Regions from separate parts of the Oryctolagus cuniculus genome. Here regions 1 and 2 are each linked to region 3. Evidence: chromatin contacts called from public Micro-C data. All regions are on one chromosome and are shown on one strand. Each heading gives the region's core, a stretch centred on a gene start, on an enhancer-like site or on the middle of the called end of the contact. The rest is flanking DNA. Distances are from core to core; before and after follow the strand shown.

What was found. Hi-C and Micro-C count contacts between places; a contact is called where the count stands out from the background.
Region 1: a Micro-C map of ear pinna shows a contact between it and region 3, with 2.6 times the contacts expected there. The contact joins two enhancer-like sites. A contact is called at or near these places in 2 of 6 Hi-C or Micro-C datasets (ear pinna and skin fibroblasts).
Region 2: a contact with region 3 is called in a Micro-C map of ear pinna, with 6 times the contacts expected there. The contact joins two enhancer-like sites. A contact is called at or near these places in 2 of 6 Hi-C or Micro-C datasets (ear pinna and psoas muscle).

The regions. Positions count from the first base shown.
Region 1 is chr1:232,495,637-232,498,399 of mOryCun1.1, forward strand. No RefSeq gene overlaps it. Among named protein-coding and RNA genes, the nearest start is that of C1H9orf50, 42 kb to the right of the region's middle. Within about 2 kb of position 1,410, at least 3 of the 8 cell types and tissues checked have an H3K27ac peak or open chromatin away from gene starts, as enhancers often do. A contact at or near this core is called in ear pinna, where this site is marked.
Region 2 is chr1:232,460,165-232,462,864 of mOryCun1.1, forward strand. No RefSeq gene overlaps it. Among named protein-coding and RNA genes, the nearest start is that of C1H9orf50, 77 kb to the right of the region's middle. Within about 2 kb of position 1,362, at least 4 of the 8 cell types and tissues checked have an H3K27ac peak or open chromatin away from gene starts, as enhancers often do. A contact at or near this core is called in ear pinna, where this site is marked.
Region 3 is chr1:232,251,784-232,254,483 of mOryCun1.1, forward strand. The region is part of intron 8 of PTPA (protein phosphatase 2 phosphatase activator); the gene reads left to right. Among named protein-coding and RNA genes, the nearest start is that of PTPA, 23 kb to the left of the region's middle. Within about 2 kb of position 1,273, at least 7 of the 8 cell types and tissues checked have an H3K27ac peak or open chromatin away from gene starts, as enhancers often do. A contact at or near this core is called in ear pinna, where this site is marked.

The sequences.
Region 1 (2,763 bases), core at 160-2,659, 240 kb after region 3:
CCAGGAAGTGACCCAGCGACCGTGGCTGCTCCTCGCCCTGCGTCCCCTCCCTGCTCGCCGCTGACCTGTTTCTGAGACGCCCCGCAGCTCCAGGGGTCTCACTCGTCTCCCGAGGGGCCCCGCGGGCTCGGCAGGGCCGGTTCTCCTGGGAAGCAGCCCCTGTGCCGCCTGCTTCTTCGCTGGTTCACACACAGAGGGCAGTGCCTTGCAGGCGTCTGTCTCCTGAGCCAAGCTTCCCCTGTTAGCCACGACTGGTGGCAGCGTATGTGACCTTGGGAACGTCATGCCCTGCGGATGCGTGTGCACCTGCTGCGCTGAGCCCAGCCTGGGCACCGGGCGCTCCGGCGCCTCCCCCGAGGCTGTCTCCAGGCGGCACCGGCTCCAGCTTTTCGTGGGCTCTCTGCAGAGAAATAAGCTTCCCACGGAGCACGCCGCTGCTGGCCTGCCGAGCTCCGGGCCGAGCCCCAGAGCTCACTCCTGCTCTCCGGCCCTGCTCCACAGCTGGGCAAACAGGCTCACGGAAGCCGGAGCACGGTCTTGTTTTATTTATGCAAAAGGCAGAGTTACAGAGAGAGAGAGAGAGAGAGAGAGAGAGAGAGAGAGAACCTTCCAGGGCTGAGCCAGGCCAAAGGCAGGAGCCAGGAACTGCATCCAGTTCTCCCACGTGGGTGCAGGGGCCCAAGGACTTGGGCCATCATCCAGGCGCATCAGCAGGGAACTGGATTGGAACTGGGGGAGCTGGGGGGCTCCAGCTGGCTCGTGTGCGAGCTCTCTCTCTCTCTCTCTCTCCCCCTCCATGTGGGATGCCTGTGTCCCAAGTGGGCGGCTCAGGAAAGCAGAATTTAACCCTCTATCTGCTGGACCATGGGAGGTGGCTCTAAACCTCCTTACCCAGCAGCCTCCGCTCTGCCTGCAGAGGCTCCCCCCCCCCCACAGAGCGGGGGCTGTTTGGGGTTCGGCCCAGGCAGTCTCCAGGGCCCAGTGCAGAGCCTGGGACGTGGTTGGTCTCCAGTAGGCAGAGAATAAATACCGTGTGCTCAGACATAGCCAGTTCGTCCAGAGAGGGGGAGGGAGAGAGGAAGAGAGAGAGAGAGAGAGAGAGAGGAGAGAAAGAGAGAGAGAGGAGAGAGGGAGGGAGAGAGGGAGAGGGAGGAAAAGAGAGGGCAGAGAGAGAGAGAGGAGAGGGAGAGGAGGAGAGGAAGAGAGGGAGAGGAGGAGAGGAAGAGAGGGAGAGAGGGAGGGAAAGAGAGAGGGAGAGAGAGAGGAGAAAGAGAGAGAGGAGCGAGGGAGAGAAGGAAAGAGGGAGAGGGGAGAGAGGGCAGAGAGAGGGAGAGAAGGAGAGAGGGAGGGAGAGAGGAGGAATGGGTGGGGCAGGGATGGGGAACCGAGGCCGGGTGCTGGGCCTCACACCCAGGCACCGGCCAGCCCCGCTGTGGAAGCGGAAGGCTGCTCCAGGCGGCCGCAGGTGTGGGAGCCGCGCAGTGGACACCCCGCCACCGGGTGCCTGCCCCCCAGCGGACGCCGGAGCTGAGCGGCCGGCCGGTGCCCCGCGCGGACCCCGCCCAGAGCTCGGGCGGCCGGGGCGTCCTTGGACGTGGCGGCGGGCCGGCGGGGCCCTCCTGCGGGAGAGGGGCTCAGGCTGCGGGCCGGCGGGGCCGGGGGAGAGGGGGCGGCCTGCTTTCTGGGGCAGAAAAGCCGAGCCGTGAAGCCGGGCGGCGGCGGCGGCTCCCGCGGGAGGCGGGCGGGCTGGTATTTGGCCGCGCAGCCCGCGGGGACTTTTCCAGCCCCTCGGGCAGCCGCCGCCGCCGCAGGCTCGGCCCCTTCCCTCCTCCGCCCGCGGCCCCGCCGGCTGCGCGCCGCGCTTTGTGCAAATGCAACCTTTCGGCGGGCCGCCTCCGCCGGGAAGCCGCGCGGCCCTTGCCAGGAAGGCGGTGGCGCTCGGAGCTGGAAGGCGGCCCGCAGGGACCGCGCCCCCTCCCGTCTTCCACCGCAGTGTCGCCCGCAGTCCGACTTGAAGCTGGCGTTTTGGGGTCACCTTGGGGGGTCTATGAGGTTGTATGTGACACTCGGGGGACCGCTGTCTGGGGAGGGGTGCAAAGGTTCCAAACCCCCGTCCCGGGGCAGGCGTTGTGGGGCGCAGGGGTTGTCTCCCTTGGGATGCCCGCGTCCCTAGACACCTGCGAGCAGCCCAGAGACCCGCAGCTCCGGGCTCCCGGCTACAGCCTGGCCTAATCCTGGCGCGCGCTCGCTCTCACCCCCCCCCCAAATAATTTAAGAAATTAATTTCCACACCCCGTTTGTTGCTGGAACCTACCGGGTGTCAGGTGCACAGGGCTCCAGGGCCCGGAAGAGCCTGGGGAGGGGCCGCTCCCACACCTCCTGGGCTGCCCCCAGCCACCTGATTCCAGAACTTTCCTTGCTAGTGCGGGCCCCTCCCCGGCCTCCCCCCTCCTCGCCGTTCTCACCAAGGAAGGAGCGACCCAGAGGGGCTCGGCGCCGAGGTCTGGGTTTGCTCTGCAGGCAAGGACTTGTTTGGGTTTTGCTCTACGCGGCGAGGACTGTGCTAAGCACTGCGAGGCCGTCACCGCAGAGGGTACTTACTGAGCCCCTGGCCGCCCTCAGGGAGCTCGGGGTCTGGAGCAGAGGGGTGAGAGCCGCGGGGGGCAGGAGGGGCAGGGCCACTTGGGCCCCGGGAGGTGTCCTCGTCCCCTCCTGCTGCCCCCCCAACAGGCCAGGAGCCCAGACCTGGAAGGCACAGCTGCC
Region 2 (2,700 bases), core at 112-2,611, 210 kb after region 3:
CGCAGTGGGCTTCTGTGCACCTGGGTTTCCCTCAGGGACCCCCAGCCCAGCACCGCTTGTCCCCCCCAGCTGGTTGGTGACCCGGATGTCCCTGCATGCTCCCAGCTGTGTGGCCTTCACCCCCCACCCCGAGTCACCCGCGCCCCCTCTGGCTGCTCGGCGCCAGCCTCTCCTGGGTTCTGGAAGATTCCATGAGGCTCTGCAGGCCTGGGCTTAGCATAGAGCCTGGCACATGGCGAGTGCGCCGCCGCCGCGCTGTTGTTTGTTGAGATTTCCCAGGACCCGCCCCCCAGCCCCCCGCCGAGCCGGTGTCGAAATCACCCCAAGCCAAGCTGCTGAGCAGAAGTTTCCAGTCTCCCTGGCAAAGCTGGGAAGAGTTTGGGTGCGGCTCAGAGACGCAGCTGGGCAGGCTGCGCAGGGCCAGGGCTGGGGAGGGCCCCCAGATGTTCTTGGCGGCCCTGGGGGCTGGGGGAGGGGAGCGCTGCCCCTCCCCCGCCCAGCGCTGCTGCAGCACCGCCAAAGGCTGGCGGTGGTCTGTGGTCAGCAGCCACTGGCTCTGCCCCCGCCTGAGCTCCCCTGCACCCCCGGGAGTGGGGGGGAAAGCCCTACCAGTGCCCGGGTAGGCATGGCACAGCCTCACCTGGGGAAAGCACCAGGCCCGCCAGGCCTCTGCCTGGGTCACCGCTGGGCAGCGGGCAGGGGAGGGGGCAGGTCCTTCCTGGCTTCACTCCCGCGGGGCCTCGTGACCCTGGGCGGTCAGCGTGGGCTCTCTCGACCTTGGTCTCCTGTGTCTGCAAACCAGACACACAGAGGGAAGGAAGCGTTGGAGTGGGAAGAGCCGGGCGTGGAGTCCTAGCCTGGCCCAAGCTCGGACAAGTCCGAAGGAGGCTAGGACAAGGCCAAGTACAGAGAACGGGTGCCGGCCGCCCCTTGCCGGTGCCACGGTGCTGGGCTGTCCTCCAGGTGTCCTGGGCTCAGAGACGGCAGGTCACCCCCCAAGGACACGCGGCGGGGAGCCCTGACGTGCTAGCGTAGAGCCCGACTCCCTTTGGGAAAAGCAATTTACGTTCATGAAGACGAGAGATGTTCTCGCGCGAAGCCCTTGCAGGACAGCAAGGCAGGGCCCAGCCTCGAGGGGCTCACGGCTCCCCAGGGAGAGTGAGGAGAGGCGGGGAAGGCGGCGCCGCGGCTCCCTGCCAGCGCCCCGAGCTGCACTGGGGTCTGCTGGGGAGGGGGCGGGGGCACAGAGGCCGGGAGACCGGGCAGGCTGGTCTTGGCAACCCGGAGGGCCCGGGCGGGCGGCGAGGGCGCGGCTGGGAGGAGGGCGGAGCTGGCAGTGCCGGCTGAGGCCGCCCGGCTGCAGAGCCCTTGGAAAGCGGGAGCCCGGCAGGCCTGGGAGCAGAGGAGCCACAGCTCCGGGACACCAGGGCGGGTGGGGCGGGCGGCCGGCGGCACAGGCGGCCGGCGAGGATGCTTTCTAAAACGTTTGCGTCCTGAGCAGGTGTCACGGTCAACCCCGAGCAGGCAGAGAGGCGCAGGCCCGGAGGCTGGGGCCAGGCTGCCTCTGGCCGCCTTCTCTGGCTGCACCCCTGCCCCCCCCCCCGGCCCCTGCCTGGGCTTTCCCAGGGCCCTGCTGGGCCCTCTGACCTGGAGCCTCAGCCTTGGCTGTTGGGGAACCGCGTCAGCCTGTCCCCCTCGGCCCCCAGCACTGCCCCGTGGCCAGGCTGGGAGACCCAGGCCGACCTTCCCTCCCTGCTGGGCTGGCTGGGGACGGGTCTCCGGGCCTGCCTGTGTCTCTGAGGACAGACTGGCCCATGCCGAGCACCAGCCTCTGCTGGACACTCCACGGGCAAGATCTCTTAGTCTCCATAGAAGCCAGCAAAGCACACGTCGCCCTCCCCCACCCCATCTACAGATCAGGACACAGAGGCTCAGGGCTTGCCTGCGCCCTCCCGCCCAGGCAGCGGAAGTGGGGTCCTCTGGGGGGGGTGCTCCCGGCCACAAGTACCGCCCTGGGCCGTTCAGGAGAAAACTGTCCGTCTCCCCGCATCGCGTCTCGGGCTTGCGCTGGTGCCAAGCTGGGTGCTGTTCCCTCTGCCCAGGATGCCTCTGCTCCCCCCGGGGGGGGGGGGGCTCCGCCCCGGGAGGCCCAGGCACAACCCCTCTTCCTCCCCAGAGTCCCTGCCTGCATTCCCTGGCTCCTTATCTGTTCCTGTGGCTCCCAAGGGAGGGAGAAAAGCTCGGGGGACACGGCTGGGACGTGGGCGGATAGGGGGGACCGGTCAGCTCGTTCTGAGCACGCAGGAGGCCAGGGCTGGGGCAGGACGGTCCGACGTGGGGGGGGGGGTGTGGCCTGAACTGCCCTGGGCGATTTGGCTTGGCCGCGGGGTGGGGGACAAGTTCCCGGAAAAAGAATCTAAGATGTGAGCTGCCCCGCTGAGCCCTTCCCCGCCAGCCCAGAGGGGCCCACAGCCCGGATCCGGCCCCCAGACCTCAGCGGCTAGGCTGGGGGGAGCTCCAAGCCGGGGTTACTCCTGCACAGTGACAAGCCCCCCTGCTCCGGGTGGAGATGCAGAGGTGGGAGAGCAGCTGCCCCGCTCCGTGACGGGCGCATGGTGGGCCCGCCCACTTTGTGGATGGACACACCGGCGACCCCAGGCCCAGCCAGGGAGGCCGGGCTCCCAGCTGCCCCGCGGCTCG
Region 3 (2,700 bases), core at 23-2,522:
CACACACACTGCACACCACACACCGCACACACACACCGCACACACACACTGCACACACACACTGCACACTGCACACACACACTGCACACACACACTGCACACTGCACACACACACCGCACACACACACCGCACACCACACACACACCGCACACCACACACACACACCGCGCGGCTCCCAGTGGCCTTGGCTCTGCTGCCTGCAGAGGGGTCGTCTCCTGCATTTCGCAGGCGCCCGCGTGCGGGCTGCAGCCTTGCTGGTCACCTCCCGGACACCGCACACCCGTGACCGCCGAGCCCCGCAGAGGGAGAGGCTGCCGGAGCGGCCTTGCTCCGAGCTCCTGGTCTGGTCAGCAGCGGCCCAGGCGGCTGCGAGCTCCAGATGCCAGAGGGGAACGACTCGGTTTTTCCGAGTCAGCAGATGCGGCCGGGGCTGCCGGCCGGGTGGCCAGCGCTCCGCTCCCGGTTCTGCTGCCTTCAGCAGTGCGGCGGACTCGAGGTGGGGGCCTCGGGCAGCCAGCCGCGCGCTGCTCTCCTGGGAGTAGAGTGAGGAGACCCCGTGAGCTGGAGGAGCAGGGCCGGGAGAGGGTGCAGTCCGCTCCCAGCTGGCAGCTTGGGCCTGGAAGGCTATGCTGTTTGGCGCCCTCTGGTGGCTGACCAAGCTCCTGCGTCCCTGTCGGTGTTGGGTTTTTTGTTTGTTTTAAGATTTATGTATTTGAAAAGGCAGAGTTACAGGAAGTCAGAGGCAGACAGAGAGAGGTCTTCCATCCGCTGGTTCACTCCCCAGATGGCTGCAACAGCCAGAGCTGGGCTGGTCCAGAGCCAGGAGCCAGGAGCTTCATCTGGGTCTCCTCCGTGGGTGCAGGGGCCCACTTGGGCCATCTGCTTTCCCAGGCCATTAAGAGGGAGCTGGATTGGAAGTGGAGCAGCCGGGACTCGAACCGGTGTCCGTATGGGATGCCGGCACTGCAGGCGGGGGCTTCACCCGCTACACCACAGTGCCAGCCCCCCTCCCCTTAAAGGTTCATTTATTTATTTATTTAAAAGGCAGAGTTACCGACGCAGAGAACCCTGTCAGTAGTTGTGGGGAGGCAGGGCAGGCCGGGCCTCGGCAGGGGAGCTGATGCCACGTGGAAACTTGGCGTTTCTGCTTGTTTGGGCCCAAAGCTTCCCCGAGTCAGGGCTCCAGTCCTCTGCTGGAAGGCTGTGCTGACCACTAGGTGGCACTAAAGCCACACTGGACTGGGAGAGGCTTTCGTGGCTTTAAGTGAGGGAGACCGGAGCCGGAGGAAGGGGCGGGCGCAGCTTGTGGCTGCTCAGCACATTTCCTGCAAGGCCAGGCTTCTCCTGGGCTCCGGGCTCTTGGGCCTGGTGTTAGACGCTGGTGCCAGGAGGGCGGCCCCAGAGCCCAGGAGGGGCCGGGGCCAGCCTCCGCCAGGCCTGTGTGGCCGCCGCTGGCCCCCTTGCTCCTCGGAGCAGTGGGCGGTGTTTTGCAGTCCCTCCGGGGTGAGTGAGTGGCCGGCCCGGCTCCCGTGTGCAGGACGGGGCACTGTCGGCCCTGGAGGGCCGGTGCAGCCGGGAAGTTGGGAGAGGGGCCAGCCCCTGCCCGCGCTCCCGCACAGGGCCTCCACCTGGGAGGGCTTCGGCTGCCGCGGGAAATGCGGCCCCGGCGCCTTTAAGAGCCCAGGGCAGGCAGGAAAAGAATTTCAGTTTCAATCTGGCTTCTAAATTTGGAGTTTTGGGAAGGGAGGGATCGGGTTTCAGCTGGGAGGGAGGGAGCTGACAGGAAGGCGCTGTGCGAGCCCCGCCCCGCCCCCCCTCCCCTGCTGACAGGCCCCGCTTACAAAGGCCGGCCTCTGGGGAGTGCAGCAGGAACGGCGTCTGGGAGTGATTTCCTGCTCAATATGGCTGCTCTGACTCACCGATTCCCCTGGGGTCACCGCGGGCCTGCAGCCCGCTCCGCGCCTCCCTTTGTGGCTGCAATGAGCTCATTTTTTTTGTCTTCTCGCCCCCGATTCTTCCCCCTCTTCTGTTTGCCTTTCCCAGAGTTGCAGTCTCCTTCTCAAGGACTCGAGGCCTGGGCCTGGTGCGGCTGGGGGGGGGCAGCCCCCGGCTTTCCTGGCCCTGCCGCTGGCACTGCTCCAGCCCCCCGTGCTCTTTTGGGGCTCCCCTCCGTGCCCCTGGAAGCCGAGCAGGCCCTGCGCCTGCGCCTGGCTGGTTTGCTCACCGGGCCTTGTCCAGAGTGAAGCTCACGCGGCCCCGTGATCCTGGCGCGGGAGGGTGGAGTTGGAGGGAGCTGGGCCTGGCAGCGGGCTGCGCAGGGGGGAGGCCCCAACGGGCTGGGGCTCCTGCGCCCTCGTGGAGGAGGGGGCCTGTGTGAAGGGACCAAGCCCCCCGGGCCCGCCGAGGGGCCTGGGGCCAGCCGGGAGATTTCAGCGCTAAAATGGCAGCTTTTTGACTTCCATCGGCAAAGTTTTATCCTTGCTGGAGAAGCCAGAGGCCGCCGAGAGGGGCAGGCGGCAGCAGCTCCCTGGGGGCGGGGCCGGTGCCTCCTGAGCTTTCCCCATGAGCAGGTTAGCAGGCCCCGGGATGGAGAGGGCTCTGGGCTCCTCCTTTCTCTTCTCCCCAGAGCAGCCCAGCCCCCTCCACAGCCACTATGCAGTTTCTTCTGGAACCTTCCACAGACTCAGGTCCAAGTCGGC